Linked DNA regions of Mus musculus: region 2 is linked to region 1. Evidence: chromatin contacts called from public HiChIP or PLAC-seq data. All regions are on one chromosome and are shown on one strand. The core of a region is the stretch at or near the end of the contact, and the rest is flanking DNA. Distances in the headings are between cores, read along the strand shown.

Evidence for each region. HiChIP or PLAC-seq counts read pairs in DNA pulled down with a chosen protein or histone mark.
Region 2: a contact with region 1 is called in an H3K4me3 HiChIP or PLAC-seq map of embryonic limb bud, with 3 times the contacts expected there. The contact joins the promoter of Thap1 here to the enhancer-like site in region 1. A contact is called at or near these places in 12 of 39 promoter capture datasets (the C10 cell line, cranial neural crest, embryonic stem cells and 6 more), 10 of 115 datasets of contacts at active chromatin or transcription factors (the 230-238 cell line, the SCID.adh cell line, bone marrow-derived macrophages and 6 more) and 3 of 9 other capture datasets (embryonic stem cells, liver and pancreatic islet).

Annotation. Positions count from the first base shown.
Region 1 is chr8:25,694,489-25,702,155 of GRCm38.p6, reverse strand. It overlaps Nsd3 (nuclear receptor binding SET domain protein 3), which reads right to left. Exons shown (of 23, transcript NM_001081269.2): 15 at 7,311-7,467; 16 at 3,221-3,423; 17 at 2,133-2,245; 18 at 1,436-1,705. Among named protein-coding and RNA genes, the nearest start is that of Plpp5, 22 kb to the left of the region's middle. Within about 2 kb of position 5,120, at least 10 of the 459 cell types and tissues checked have an H3K27ac peak or open chromatin away from gene starts, as enhancers often do. A contact at or near this core is called in embryonic limb bud, where this site is marked.
Region 2 is chr8:26,153,383-26,161,049 of GRCm38.p6, reverse strand. Thap1 (THAP domain containing, apoptosis associated protein 1) reads right to left here and starts at 2,881. Exons shown (of 3, transcript NM_199042.2): 1 at 2,529-2,881; 2 at 80-275. The coding sequence starts at 2,599.

The DNA of each region.
Region 1 (7,667 bases), core at 3,871-6,370:
AGAACCAGCGTTGTCAGGTCAGTGAGCCACCCTACTGAAGCCATCTAGTAGTTCTTGCCTGAAGGACGGCTTTAGGCCTGGCTCTTGGCTACCTACCTCAGCTCATGTCCTGTTACCACTCAGTCTTCAGCACTAGTGTGCAGGCTGTTTGCTTCCGTCTCTTGGGTCCTCCCCGGCCTCCCCTCGGCTTAGGTGTATTCTCGTTTCTGTAGGAGTGCTTTTGCCTGCATGTGTATACATGTGCACTACTTGTACCTGGTGGTGCCTGGGTCAGAAGAGGGCATCAGATGCCCTAGGACTGGGGTTATGGAAGCTTGGGAGACAAATTCAGGTGCAGCCAGTGCTTTTAACTATTGATGTCTCCAGTCCCTGGTTTCTCTCTCTTTCTGTCTCTGTCTGTCTCCCCCCACCCCACCCCACCCCATCTCTCTCTCTCTTTCCTTGAGACAGGGTCGCACTATCTAGCCTTGGTTGACCTAGAATTCACTCAGGCTGGCCTTGAACTAACAGATATCTGCCTGCCTCTGCCTCTGCCTCCTGAGTACTAGGATGAAACACACACATCACCCTCCCCACAGTTGGTTTCTTTCTTTTCGAGACAGGGTTTCTCTGTGTAGCCCTGGCTGTCCTGGAACTCACTTTGTAGACCAGGCTGGCCTCAAACTCAGAAATCCGCCTGCCTCTGCCTCCCGAGTGCTGGGATTAAAGGTGTGCGGCCACTACACCCGGCCACAGTTAGTTTCTTGACAAGAGCCACAGGAGATTCTCAGGTACTCTAAAAGCTGAGACCCACTATTTGAATAGTAGGTTTACTAGAAATTTTAATTTTTCTTTAAGCTCTTTGGCTTTAAAATACTTCTCCAACTGGTATATATTTCTTGTGCTAGGAGGGTCTTGTGGGGGAAAAAAACCTGTCTCAAGGTGTGAAAATAAAAATAAGTTATAGAGTTATATTATTTCAACTGTTTCTACCACCCCTGCACATATAATCCGAGGCCTCTAACGAGCTGCGACTCCACACAATGGACGACTGTTACAGCCCACCTTAGTGATTTGGTGATTCGGTCACACTTATGGCTATGACTTGATGTTGCAGCAAAGTTCTGGGTTTGCTAGTTTCTGCCCTGGTGAGTAATCAACTTTATTATGTTGCTTCTCTGACATGTTTATCCACCATGAAAAGCAACAACAAGAAAATATGTTTGAATCATTCCACTTAATAATTTTTAAAAAAAGAAAGAAATCAAAAAGCACAATGCCCCTTCTGAGCAAGGCTCATCAATGACAGTGCCAGGCTGTTCTGTTATCCTTTCCCACTTTCTTCTCGCTCAGCAAGTGCAAACCCTGTGAGAAGTGAGAAGTCCAACTTTAAGTAGCTATGCTTCTTACAGTCCTGCCACGACTGACGAGGGCAGCCATGTGGCCACCACATTACCTTTTTGATGCTTCTTTTGGTTCTGAGGCCCCATCCTCGCCGCTCGGTCTTGATGACCTCTGCATCGGGGTACAGCCTCTTTGTAAAGCACTGGTTCTGACAGCGGTCCCCAGCAGGACACACCTGCGGGTGACACTCATACTGTGACATCCTGTTCAGACACTGCGACTCCAGGCCACACGGGTTCTCATCACCAGGCTTGCAGTTACAGCGGGGGATCTCCGACAGGTCAGCCACCTGGACCTGCACCTTCCCTATGACTTTGTTGGCCTGGGAGACGACAGAGCAAGAGAGGGGCGGGAGAAGATGAGGATCTGTGAGCAACATGAACTGAACATCAAAGCACTGAGACACAATACGGAAAGCTCTTTATCGTGATTTCTCCAGAATAGACGAGGAACAATAACTATGTCTATTTGCTACACAAAAAGGCTGAAGCTTGATGTCAAGTCTCATCCACCCCACCCCACCCCCGCTTGCCACAGGCTGATGAAATTTAATACCTGAAATCAAGGGACAATGTCTGGAAAAGGAAGGCTAAAGGTCTATATCCTTGTCTAATTGCAGGATACTCTGGCAGAAACAACAGAATTCCATGTAAGCCACGGTTCCCAGGTGGTGGCTTAACAAGGAGAGGGTGACCATCGGAGCATCCCTGTAAGTCAAGGGGCTTTAAGCAGCGGGGAGACGCACTCACCTTGATGTGCTTGTAGGGAGGGGGTTTCCTGGAGGTCCTCTCCATCTCCAAAGCCTCCTTGCTTTCACGCTGGGCTTTCAGCTCCTGGAAACGTTTTGCAGCTTCTTCCAGTGCTGACAAGAAGAGCAGGCAAGCCATTGTCAAAAGAAGAGCACACCCCATTAGCGTGGGAAGTTACATTCTACCATCCTAGACACGCTCTGCCTCTGGCCTGAGGCTGACTTTCTAAAATTATGTTTTGGAAATCACCAGTCACCACCACTGTAGAGGAAATAATAAATTAGCATCAACCACTATGCATCAGAGCACAGGGCTGACGTCACTGACTCAGACCTCTAGGTGACCCTGTGAAGAGCGCCTGTGTACCCTGTCTGTCCTAGATTTAAACTGATTTTATCCTTACTGAGAAAGGTAGACTTCTGGGGTGCTGGAGAGACAGCTCAGCGGTTAAGAGTACTGACTGCTCTTCTGAAGGTCCAGAGTTCAAATCCCAGCAACCACATGGTGGCTCACAACCATCTGTAATGAGAATCTGACGCCCTCTTCTGGAGTGTCTGAAGACAGCTACAGTGTACTCACTTGCAATAAATAAATAAATCTTAATAAATAAATAAAAATTAAAAAGAAAAAGAAAGGTAGACTCTGTCATGTTGCAAATGTCCAAGGTCTTCCTGGGAAGCCTTTCCTACTTGTCTGTGGTAAAGGAGTTTCACTTGATTAAAAGACACTTCAAACATAGCCTAGTGCTCTAGGCTTTATGCATCTCAAACCTGGTCCTGATGTCATAGGAGGTTTATGGATGTAGAATCCCAGTGCCTGGTGAACACTTTTTGTTTGTTTGTTTGGTTGGTTTTTCAAGACAGGGTTTCTCTATGTAGCCCTGGCGGTCTTGGAACTCACTCTGTAGACCAGGCTGGCCTCGAACTCAGAAATCCGCCTGCCTCTGCCTCCCGAGTGCTGGGATTAAAGGCGTGCACCGCCACGCTCGGCCCTGGTGAACATTCTTGAGTGGCAGAAGATTCGTGTGCAAATACAAAACACAGCCCTGAGTGTGAGCACTGGGTCTCTGTGAGCATGGCCCAACTTACCTTTTTTGAAGGTCTTGTTAATGCTAGTCTGTCCCTCTGCAAAGTGTTTGTCTCCTTCAACGTAAGGGAACACTCTGCCTTGGTGAACCCAGTAGTAGTCGTGAGAACCAAAGAAGAACACGGGGAAGTCCCCCAAGTCATGCTTAAGGCCCTGGATGTTCAGCGGCACAGACCTGGGACTGCAAATCTCTGCAGGCCACCATCTGAGGACAAAATGGAGAAGGTGAAAACCTCACACTCTTCCTTACAGGCCGGGAGAAGGGTTCACATTCTAGAATACACAGTAGTGATCTGCTCACTTAGCATGGTGCTACATGCCTTTAATCCCAGGGAGAGGCAGGCAAATCTCTGTGGATTCGAGGTCAGCCAGGTCGCCATAGTGAGTTTCTAGGACAGCAAGAGCTACTCAGTGAGACCCTGCCTCACCCTCACTTCCCCCAACCCCAACGCCCCGCCCCACCAACCACCAAAACACCATGACCACAACCAATCACTATTGCTGAATTAACATAACAGAGAACATAGGCCGAACAAAGTAGGCCCTAACAACTCCATGTGGTTTCTTTCCTTAAAAGACTAGCATTTAAAATTTATAAAATATATATCACGAACATATCAGTTATAACATCTACTGTGAGAAGGACAATGCGACCACTTCCCAGCTCTGGAATTGGGATGTTAACTAGTATGATCCCAGCCCATTTTCACTGTAGGAAATTCACACTTTCCCACAACTGATGAACTTCCTCTCTTCCCAGGGGGAGGAGACTAACTTTTGAGAATGAAGGATTGTTTCTAGCGGTCAGAGGGATTCTTTTGAGAATGAGCCACTGCCGTAGCAAAGTGTCAGTACTACATGCGAGTCAGCACTTCTCGACTCATCAACCAGAGGAGGTGCCTCTCGCCCTGATATACCAGGCTCCCTGTCAGCATTCCAGACTCAGTTCAACTTGATGAACACAGGGTGCAAGTAGAAAAAACCATCTCCTCCGTGCTCTTGGCATGGAGACTATTGGCATTAGATGGATTCCCCACATGTGAAGAACACATTGTACAACAGGGCTGGGGGTGGGGGTGGGGCTAACCTGGAGAGAGGGTCTGTCCCTATAAAACCAAACTGGAAAAAAGAAGATTGTATGTATCCAGATCTACACTTAAAGTGCACGCACGCACACACGCACGTACACACACACACACACACACACACACACACACACGCACACACACACACACACACACACACACACACACACACACGCGCGCGCGCGCACGCACACACACTTTTTAAAATTTACTTGTATGTGTTTGAATGTCTGGCTTACATGTATGCACCCTGTGTGTGTGCTAGGTGTGGAGCAGGACCTGAAGTTACAGACAGCTGTGCGTGCCACTGTAAAAGCAGTCAGTGCTCGCACTGCCGAGCCACTTCTCCAGCTCCCACTAAAAAACAAAAACAAAAACAAAACAAAAATACAAAATTCCTCCAACAACAAAGCAAGAAGAAGTGCCAACAATGGTGGTCTCACCCACTTGAGAGGCTGGGGCAGGAGGACCACTTAAGCAAGAGGTTAGTTAGGCCAGGAAGATTCTGTCCTATCCTCCAAAAGGGAGATAACATGTAAAAACATGGACACAGACTGCTTATGTTTAATATACTCTAAACTCAACTCTTCATGCAAACAATTTACAATATGGTTGCAATTATCTAGAAATATATTTTCTTCAGAATTCCAATAGAATTCCTGATACTGTGGTGCACTCAGGAGGCAGAGGGAGGTGGGTCTCTGTGGTTTAGATCAGCCTTTTCTGCACGCCAACTCTGAGGTCAGCCAGAGTTATATAGTGAGACCCCATCTTTAAAAACAGCTAAGGTGGATGTGGTGGTACACGCCTTTAATATCAGCACTCTGCAGGCCGTCTGGCAGACATCTGGTCTACATATGGTCTAGGCTAGAGAGAGCTACGCAGTGAGACCCTGCCTCAAAATACCAATCCTAACACATATCAAGGCTATTAATTATCTTAAAGGAGGACCCGGGGAGATGGCCTGGCAGCTACGAGCACAGGCTGCTCTTCCAGCACCCACGCGGCTGCTCGCAGCCATCTATAACTCTAGTTCCAGGGAACCTAACTCCCTCTTCTGGCCTCCCTGGGTACACAGCACACAGACATACACAGAGGCAAAACACCCATACACATAAGATAACAAAAATAAACAAAAATATTAAAGTCTTACCATGCTGGGTTTCAGACCCAGGACAGGAGGCTGAGGTGTATATTTTACATAGCAAGATGGACCTGGCCTCCAGGTTCTCCCAGCATCCCTCAGTCTCTACCTGTTACAGGGCGTATGCCCTCTGCCCTGAATTTCCCCTCCCCTAGAGGCTCTTTCCTATATAATCCAGACAATTTGGTCTCTCTTTCCCTCTCTCCTCTCCCCCTCTCTCCATTTTCTCTCTCCCTGCTTGCGTGCTCTCTTTCTCTCTCCCCTCCCATGACAACTTACCTAGCCCAAGAGCAGCTTCCCTATAAACCTGCTATGTACTCTACTCTGGCTTGAATTGGCTCATTTCACTGGCAGAGAAATAACTTATCACAAAGGAGTATGTTTTTAAATAATATTAATTCCTCTCTCATTTTAAATTTTGTTTTTATTTTTTTAAAGGATTTATTTATTATTATATGAAAGTACACTGTAGCTGTCCTTAGACACACCAGAAGAGGGCATCAGATCTCATTACGGATGGTTGTGAGCCTCCATGTTGTTGCTGGGATTTGAACTCAGGACCTTTGGAAGTGCAGTCAGTGCTCTTAATCACTGAGCCATCTCACCAGCCCTATGTTTTTATTTTTTATGTGTGTATATGCACCTGTGTGAGGCCAGGAGAGAAGGTCTGCCTGCCTGGGCTGGGGTTACAGGGGGCTGTAAGCCTCCTGACATGGATGCTGGGAAATGAACACGGATCTAAAGAGCAGCAATCACTCTTAGTATCTCTGCAGCCCCTGTTCTCATGCCTTTAAGAACTGAGGCTTGGGCTGGTGTGGTGGCTCAACAGGTAAAGCTGCTGTTGTCAAGGCTGACCTCCTGAGATTCTCTTGGGTAGGAGAGACCCAGCTCCAGAAAGCTCTTCTCTGACCTCTAAAATTGTACTGTGGCACTTGTATGTCCCAGCTCTTACTGGAATAATCTCACTTTTTAGTATATATGAAGAAAACAAAGCACTCTTTGCACACAGCTTAGGGCTACTTGAACACAGTGGGCCTGGTTTAGAACCAAACTGACCTAGCAGGGTGTGGCGGCACACGTCCTTTATCCCAGCACTCTGGAGGCAGAGCCAGGTGGACCCCTGTTAGTCTGATGCCAGCCTAGTCTACAAAGCAAGTTTCAGGGTTATTACACAGAGAACACACACACACAAACAAAAACAAACAAATTTGAATGGATCTATTTTGATAAAAGCTATAAACTCTTGATCTCATTCAAAATTAGAAATCAAGGCATGGAGAGATTGTTCAGGGCTCTTCCAGAAGACCTGTGTTCAATTTCTAGCCCACAAATGGCAGCTCAAAGCTGTCTGTAACTCAGTCTCAGGGGATCTGACACCTGACTTCCCTAGGCAAGCACACACATGAGATACAAGCGTACAGGCTAGTAAAAAGACTCATACACCAAATAAATAAATAAATAGACAAACAAACAAACAAATAAATAAATGTTTATAAAAAAGTTTAAAACCAATATAAAACTAAGATACAAAAAAACCCAAAACCTCCATTCTTTATGTAAATCCTTTCATTGCAAAATTTAGTAGTGCATAATTCATCAGTATAAAATAATTCTCAGAACCTAAGCAAAGTGAAAAACCCACTCTCAAAGAAAAGGCAAGCAGATAAAAACAAAAATCCAAGAGCAAAATAACCTTTGCCATTCCCTAGAAATCCAGACCAACCGCCCTTGTCTTTGAGCCCTTTTGTTCAGGGAGCGGATCCTGCAAGCCTGTCTCTCGGCCTGTGCGCTAATCGCACTCCGTGCAGATCATGACCCCCGCTGCAACAGTAGTACTTCCTTTTTTGTGCTTGGAAAACTTGCCTGTAATTTCCCAATTTGACCCAAACAATCTGTTTGTAATGCAGTTTCTTGCCAGCTTTACAGTCATTGCAATTCCAGCAGCCTTCTGGCATGTCTATGCTCAGGCATTCTGGGTGGAAGGAAGCAGGGCACGATTCACAGCAGAGCAATCTTCCACCTTAAAACAGACAAACAGCCTTAGTAACAGAGAAACGGAAGGAAGGAAAACGTTTAAGTATACTAGACTTTATTCAAATGGGAAACAAAGACACTGAATTATGTCCCGAGTGATGGATTAAAATAGGAAATGAATGAAATAGCTAGTTGTTAAGACTTCAGCAGCTAGAAACGAAGTTTTTGAGTAAAAAAACAAAAAAC
Region 2 (7,667 bases), core at 1,632-4,131, 460 kb before region 1:
ACTGGAGGGGAGGAAAGAAAACAGAGAAAGGACTGGGAAAGGAAAAAACACCAACCCAGCACTTAAAAACCCACGTTACCTTCTCATGTGGCTCGATATAGAGAAATATTGTGGGCACAGCGTTCTCCTTCAGTAGCTTGTTGTTGCACTCCCTCTTAAAGCAGTCCGGGGTGAAGTGCTCCGAGCAGATGCTGCTGTACTTGGTGGGCTTGAAGTTTTTCCTTTTAACAGCTGCCTCCCACTGCTTACAAAGGCTGGGGCGAGTAAGAGGAAACCTAAGGAGAGACAATCCAGTTCTCTGACTTTAAAAAGATAAAGAAAAGCCCCACACTCTCCGGCTTACTAAAGAACTACCTTACCCCATCCTAAGGAGACTCTGATTGGAGATTAGTTCTGGTTACCAATCTCCCTCAGGAAGCTTTACCTTGTCATAACGAAGACACTTGACAGTGCAATTAGAACAGACAGTATGTGCAGTGCACTTCTACTCATGCCTTACTAGCAATTCTGTGTCTTATAGAAGAACAAAAATCGGACATATGTCTATATCCTCAAAGAGACTTCTAGCTCTTTTTTAGTCAGTCCAACACATAGACTACATTCTGACAGCCTGAATTATACGCAAGTGATAAAGAAGGTAAGGACTTTATTTTCGTGCTTAATTCAGCATACAGAGTGGGGAGTCTTTATATTTATTGCCCTGTGCTTTTCTATATCAAAGACGCAGTGGGAGACGCTAGAGTGATCAGAAAAAGCTATAGAATGTTTCAATTTAGCTTTACTGTTCTTTAGCTGTTCCACCACATAAGGTATGCCAGACCCCGATCATCCTGTTCTTCATGAAGACCTAGCCAACCTTCGTGTTAGGGCTTATCTTTATATTAGCCAGCTTTCTCCACTGCAACTATGTTCAGGCTGGAAAAAGCATATGCCTAAAAAGAAGTTCAAAGCACCATGGTGGCAACTTCTTATAAGTCCTAGTGTCTCGTCTCCTAGGACGGGGGCACAGAACTGTCAAGCAAGATCTTGGCCACTTACTGTTCTTACATAAGGCTTAAGACTCATGTTAGCCCTTGTTCTTATTTTCCAACACCCAGCAGTTGAAACGGTCTTTTTGATGTGTGCCATTTTTAACTAGTCTGCATACTTGAAGGTTCCCTGGGCCATCTTAATAAAGCATAGGAAAGGGAGGCGGCAAGTCGAATGCACGTCCCTGTCACCATTCCCTCATCTAGTCCTACATTCTGAGGATGTATGAAATTTCAAAAAACCAAGTCATAGTTTAGGCTATATTCTAGCCTATTCCCCAGAGAAAACAGCACACAAGTCTTACTTTCTTGCAAACATTATTAAACATGAACACTACTGACCCCTCAAAATCTGAGAGACCATTGTGAAATTTGTTTCTGTAATCGTTTTGCTATGGATAACTTGCATAATTTACCAGTGGATCTGATTTCTTAGCTATCATCTGCATACAGTCAGGAATTCCTCCAAAACCTAACATAAAACTTGTAACAACAAATTTACCTGCCTAAAAATTGTCACATTTTGTGGACTGTTAGCATTAACAAACACCATCAGTAACGCTAATTCTATGACTTTCTTCTTTCAAGAGAGTATTTTTATTTTTCTCTTTAAAAAGATTTATTTATTATATATAAGTACACTGTAGCTGTCTTCAGACACATCAGAAGAAGGCGTCATTTCTCATTACGGATGGTTGTGAGCCACCATGTGGTTGCTGGGAATTGAACTCAGGACCTCTGGAGGAGCAGTCAGTGCTCTCAACCGCTGAGCCATCTCTCCAGAGTATTTTTCACCCTGGCTTCTTGATTGCTGCACCCACTACAAGAACGAGCCCTGACGGCTGTGGGGGTAAAGCTGGTATTCGCTCACATTAACCTTCACCACGGCAACAGAGTCAAGTGTGTGCTATCGTCTCGTTCTTCCTGTGTGTTGAAAGACAGGGGTTCATCTCGACAATACCAAGAGCCTCCTCTAAAGCCCATGGATGCTAAAGGTTGGTTCTTTGACGCTAGGACTTAAGAGTCCTCCCTGGCATCCCGGTCAGCTGCCCTGCTTCCTTCCCGGCATCCACAGTGAGGTCCGAAACCTGTCCTCCTCCCCCTGTGCGTTCCCAGCTCGACTTCCTCCCTATGTGCCACGGCCACGCCGCGGCTTGGGACGAAGAGGTACGCAGGGCTGCGAGAGGCTTCTGGGCGTCGCTCGCTCGCTTGCCCGCCCGCCGGAAACCCTCCGCGAGCGCGAAGGCGCGCGGTCTCAGCCCCCAGCGGAGGCCAAGACCAACGGAGACGCCGCGCGCCCGGGATGCGCAGCGGGGGCGCGCAGCCACGGGGACGCGCCCCCGTGGGTCCCCGCCCCCGCCGGCCCGGCCCGTCCGCCGCCCTGAGCGCCCGAGCGCCCGCCCCGCCTCCTCCAGGTCTCGCGCGGCCACGCGCCGGGCTCCGCCCCCACCCGCCCGCGCGCCCCTGTCGCCGCGGCCGCGGAGCACGCCAGTTACCTACTTGTGGAAGGAGACGGGCTTGTCCTTGTCGTAGCGGTTCTTGCAGCCGTAGGCGGAGCAGGACTGCACCATCCTTCTGGCCCTCCACACTTCCCTTCGGCCCGGGAGGCAGGCGAAGGGGGCCGTCGGGGTCGCCGCGCTCGGCCTTGATAACGCTCGCCGCTCTCGGTGGCGTCGGTCAGCAGTTACGGGGACGATCACCTCGCCGTGGGGTGGGGGTTGGGGTGGGGGAGTGACTACCCTGTCCGTTGTGGGGTTTGCTTTAGCAGAAGGACCACAGCTGTCGCCCGTCTCCCATCTTCAAGATGGCGGAGGCAGCTTCAGCCTCACCTCTCGCGAGGACTCGGCTCGCCGTCTCTGATTGGCTGAAGGTAACGTTCCCAGGGAAGCTGACCATTGGCTGGGGCGAGGCGCGCCTGTGGGGCGTGGTCAGCAGTGCGGAAGTGGGTGGGCCCTCTGCGCCTTGGCCGGAAGAGAGCGCGTTTGTTTGGGATCCTGACTGCAGTCGTTCTCGTAGTGGTGACTGTCGTTAATTTGTCCGGCGTTTTCTGCTGCAGCTTGATAAAGAACGGCCTGTTGGGTCCGAAAGCCTGCAGGAGAACGTGGAAGAGCTCGTCCCTGGCCATACGCAGTTTTTTTTTAAAGGGGGGGGAACCAGCAGATGCGTGGATTGTACAAACCTGTGGTCCACGTTCAGAATCCAGGTGACCGTCTAACTAGACAACGAGGACAAACGCGCATTTCATTTCCTCTAAGCTGGGAAGGAAGACCTTTTTTTTTTTTTTTAAATGTATGTGAGTACACTGTCGCTGTCTTCAGACACACCAGAAGAGGGCATCAGATCTCACTGCAGATGGTTGTGAGCCACCATGTGGTTGCTGGGAATTGAACTCAGGACCTATGTAAGAGCAGTCAGTGCTCTCAACTGCAGAGCCATCTTTCCATCCCTACAGTGCACTTCTGAACGTTGTTACCTTTGTGTAGGCGCAGCGATTTTTCAAGCTGAAGACAAGTGTTACAGGCTTGACCCTCTGTAGTTTGGAGTGTGTGGCGCATTCTCTCCCTTATAAACTATTTTCTGTACCCTTAAATATTGCTTCTCTTAAGGATCTATTTAGTGGCTACCATCTCTAGAACTTTGACTATTGAACCCACATACCATCTTTTCCTAGCTCGTTTTACTTGAGCACACATGGACTTGCCTTCAGAGTTATCAGGTATATGGTTTAATACATTCGCCAACTACTTAAATCTGAAATCCTGGTGTCACTGAGATAAAACAAAAAAACTAGGCTTTAATTCAGCAGAAAAGAACACTTGTTGCTCTTGCAGGTGACCCGGGTTCGATTCCCAGCACCCACAAGGCAGTTCACAACCATCTATAACTCCAGGCAGCTGGGCACCAGGCACACATGTTGTGGGTCAGAGGACAGTTTGTGGGAGTGGGTTCTCTCCTTCCACCTTGTGGGCTCTGGGACCTAACTCGGATCATTAGTCTTGATGCTAAGTGCTCTTATCAGCTGCTCCTAGGACCCCTTCCTCGAGACTTAGGTTAACCTCATAGAATAGAGAGGTTATTCTCTCACCACCATCCTTGAATTCAAGTACTCACAGTCTCAACTTTTTGTCAGTCCTAGTCTTCAGCTTTCTCTCTGTCCCTCATAAAAACACTGCCAGCCCCTTGTTTATAAAGCTTAGACATCCCAGGATACCTCTGTAGTGAATAAAGTCCAAATTGCTGATGATGGCAGCATAAGCAGCAGGTACTCCTGTGTTTGTACCATCTTCCCCTGCTTGTCCTTACACTCCTGTAACTGCTCAGATAGGCAGCTTTGCTTGGCCTGGGATGCCCGTCCCCTGACTGCTTCATCTTTCCTTAAGATGTATCTTGTGTGTTTTTTTCTGTCAGGTTTGCCTTATACCTTTTTGTTTTGGTGAAGTTGTGTACTTATGTCTGTAATTGTGTGCTGTAACATCTCTGTCTCATCTGACTGGGGTGCTGGGGAGGCTGGCAGCATCTTACTGAACCTGGTAGCCTCAGCAGCTCTGGTTGTCACAAATTAGGAGACATTGAATTAAATGGACCTAGAAACTGTACCTAAATTCGTTTCAGAGAAGTAGCTATATATTAGGAACACCAGAAGAGTGGTTTATTAACATTTTATAGGGTATTGATACTAGGTTCTCTACTTTAGTCCACTGCAAAGAAAAAAAAAATCATGATATGGTTAACAGATGGTACCCCAAAAATAATTTATGTAGTTACCTTAAACTCTGAACACATCATATGGCTTGTTATTTATTGAAAACCTGTTCTGTACTTCTGAGGGGCTATATAGTGAAGATGGGTGGTATAGTAGTCTGCCTTACTAGTTATTTTACTAAGCTAGTGTTCTGTAGTGAGAAGAAGGAGAGTCACACAGAAATTCGAAAAATGCTGGAGGAGGTTGCAGTTATTAAAGATGAGGCTAGGACTGGCCTACTAGAGGAAGCAACTACTGAAAGATTTCAAATTAGCTGTGAGGACATCTTCTGTACCTGGTGCCATGAGGCACGGGAAGCCCACCTCCCGAGGCCTGGGGATCCAGCCTGTTCAAGGAGAAGCAGAAGTGTGTTGGAGTTGCTGAGTGCAGTGGCTTGGGGGACAAGTAAGAGGAGAGGTTAGAGGATAAGAGCCTAAGGGGTTCTGCAGGCTGATGTAAGCTGCTGGTTTACCATGCTGAGGTTCTTGTGCTGAGCAACAACCTGTCTCCACAGTCAGCTTTGAAGCAGAAGGGTGATGCAGGTTTAAATACACTTCAAGTTCAGGCTTGGTAGCACACTCTTGTAATCTCAGCCTTCACAAAGGAAGGGCAAGAATTGTGCTGAGTCTGAGGACTACCTGGTCATAGTGAGTTCTAGCCAACCAAGGTATACAAAGTCAAAACCTATCGAAAAAATAAATTCTGCTGTGTTGAGATGGGAGTAGGGATGTGAGGTGTAACGTGGGCGGTAAGTGATCATTTATCTCGTTCATTAGTTCATTTTCCTATATTATGCCCCCATATGGGCTAGCATGTTATTTACAGAACTGTTAGTGAGGCATATTAGTGTATCTTCATAGAGCTTATTCTATAAAGGGGAAAGTAGAATAAAAGTGTAAATTAAGGGCTGGAGACTTTTTTTTTTTTAAAGTATAAATTATACTAAGGTACCTGAATAAGGGTAACTAAGGGTAGGTATCCCATGCAAGAAACAAACATTTGAATGTTAATCAGAGGATGGAATGGATGAAGGTGAGGAGGAACATTCCAGACACTGGGAGTGTATGTTAAAGCACCAACCTGTGTTTGAAAGTACAGCCAGTAGAAGAGGGCCAGACCCTGGTGGTGGAGCCAGTTAGGAGAAGGCCATGAAGTAAAGATTGAAGGAGCCGAGTATTAGTATGGATGAGATTCAGTGGCCACTGAACCACTTTAGGCATTAGTATTTTATAAGGGTAATTCTGCTTATTTTAAGAGCTGTAGAAGACAACAATTCAAAAAGACAAACCAATTAAGAGGCTGTTGCTGGTGAGCAAAGAGGTGGTAGCTTGGGTGAAGGTGGTAGCAGAGAAGCCAGGACTGGTAAGAACAAGGTGTGTGCAGTGCAGGCAATACAGTTTAGTGAGAGGAGAGTGAGAGAACTGGGCAGGGTTTGAGCATGGTTCTAAGTTGAGCATTAGATGTATGAATGTATGTAATACAAAAGTGAAAGAAGAACAACTCACAACAAAATAGAACTTGGAAGCACATTACGCCAGGGGCAGTTTGTAGGACTGGGGATGTCAGAAAAGAAAGCTAAAAGTGGTGTTAGAGTTAAGCAGTAAATGCCCATTAAGAAAACACTTGGGTCCAAGCAATATCCTCCCTGGTCTGGGTGAAGCCCTAACCATCCAGTTGGACCTGATCAGTCAATCACCTGGCTGAGAGCCCACCCCTAGAGAGAGGTTCACCTTAAGACATGACAAAGAGAGACAGGTGGAATGAGGTACTGTAGACCCTTCTAGAATCCCTGCCTCTGGTGCTGTAGAATTCAACTTCGTAAGTCTGATTCAACTTCATAAGCCTGCCTACTTTTCTTTCTTTCGAAGCATTGCTTGCCTTAACACTTGGGATTTCACCCGCATATGGGCATGCTTGTCCACAATGTGTTTGACTTCCATACCAGCTTAATTATGCCATCCTAAATGGTAGAGTTGGTTTGGTGGGGTTTTGTTCCTGTTCTTTAACCATTATCCTCCAGTCTTCAGGCAGCTGCTGAGTTTTATAGCTTGCTTGCCCTGGATTTTTTTTTTTTCTTTTAACCTCTAAGAAGACTGTACTTGAGCCTCATTTGAGTGCATCCTTTAATTGTGTTAACAAGACTGAGAACTCCAAAAGGGGACTCCAACTTCCCTTTACCACTGGTTCTATGCTTAAGACTGCAAACCACTAAGGAAGTGGACAAGGCTCACTCTAGAGTGCCTGCTTTGTGGTCACTGATTCAGAGGAAAACTAGTCAGGTTGTTGTATGTGTTACATGGCTAGATTTTTCTCTTATCCTCTTCTGTCTTACTGTTTGTAACTTGGAAGTGAAATGTATACTTTTATTTTGCTGGACATCATCCTTAATTGCCCCTATATCAAAATGGTAAGTTTAAAGATATGGTAAATTGCATATAATTTTAAAAATATCTTTTGAACTAATAAACACATTGTGGTTTTCTTTATAAAAATAATCTTCCAGCCTAAATTTTCACTATGTGATCTGCAAATTTATTAGCTTAGTAAAAAGTAGCTTTCACCTCTTTCTTTAAAACATAACATTGTTATTGATTCTCTGCACATTTCACATCATTCACAATAATCACACCTCCCTCCCACCCCTGTGAACCTCTGGAAAAGTAAAAATATTTTTTTAATTTAAAAAGTCCAATTTTTATAATCTGTACACTCACTGGAGCATGGTCAAACTCCCAGTGGCCTGCTGCTTAAACAGGAGTGAGTCCATCCCTCCATGCACACACTCCAGAAGCCATCAGCCGTCGAGAGCTACACTGCAGTGGCCTCCATTTCTGGCTTCCTGTTTACACTGTTCGTTTTTCTGTTGGTTTGGGGACTGAGGTGGTCACAGAAGCCTT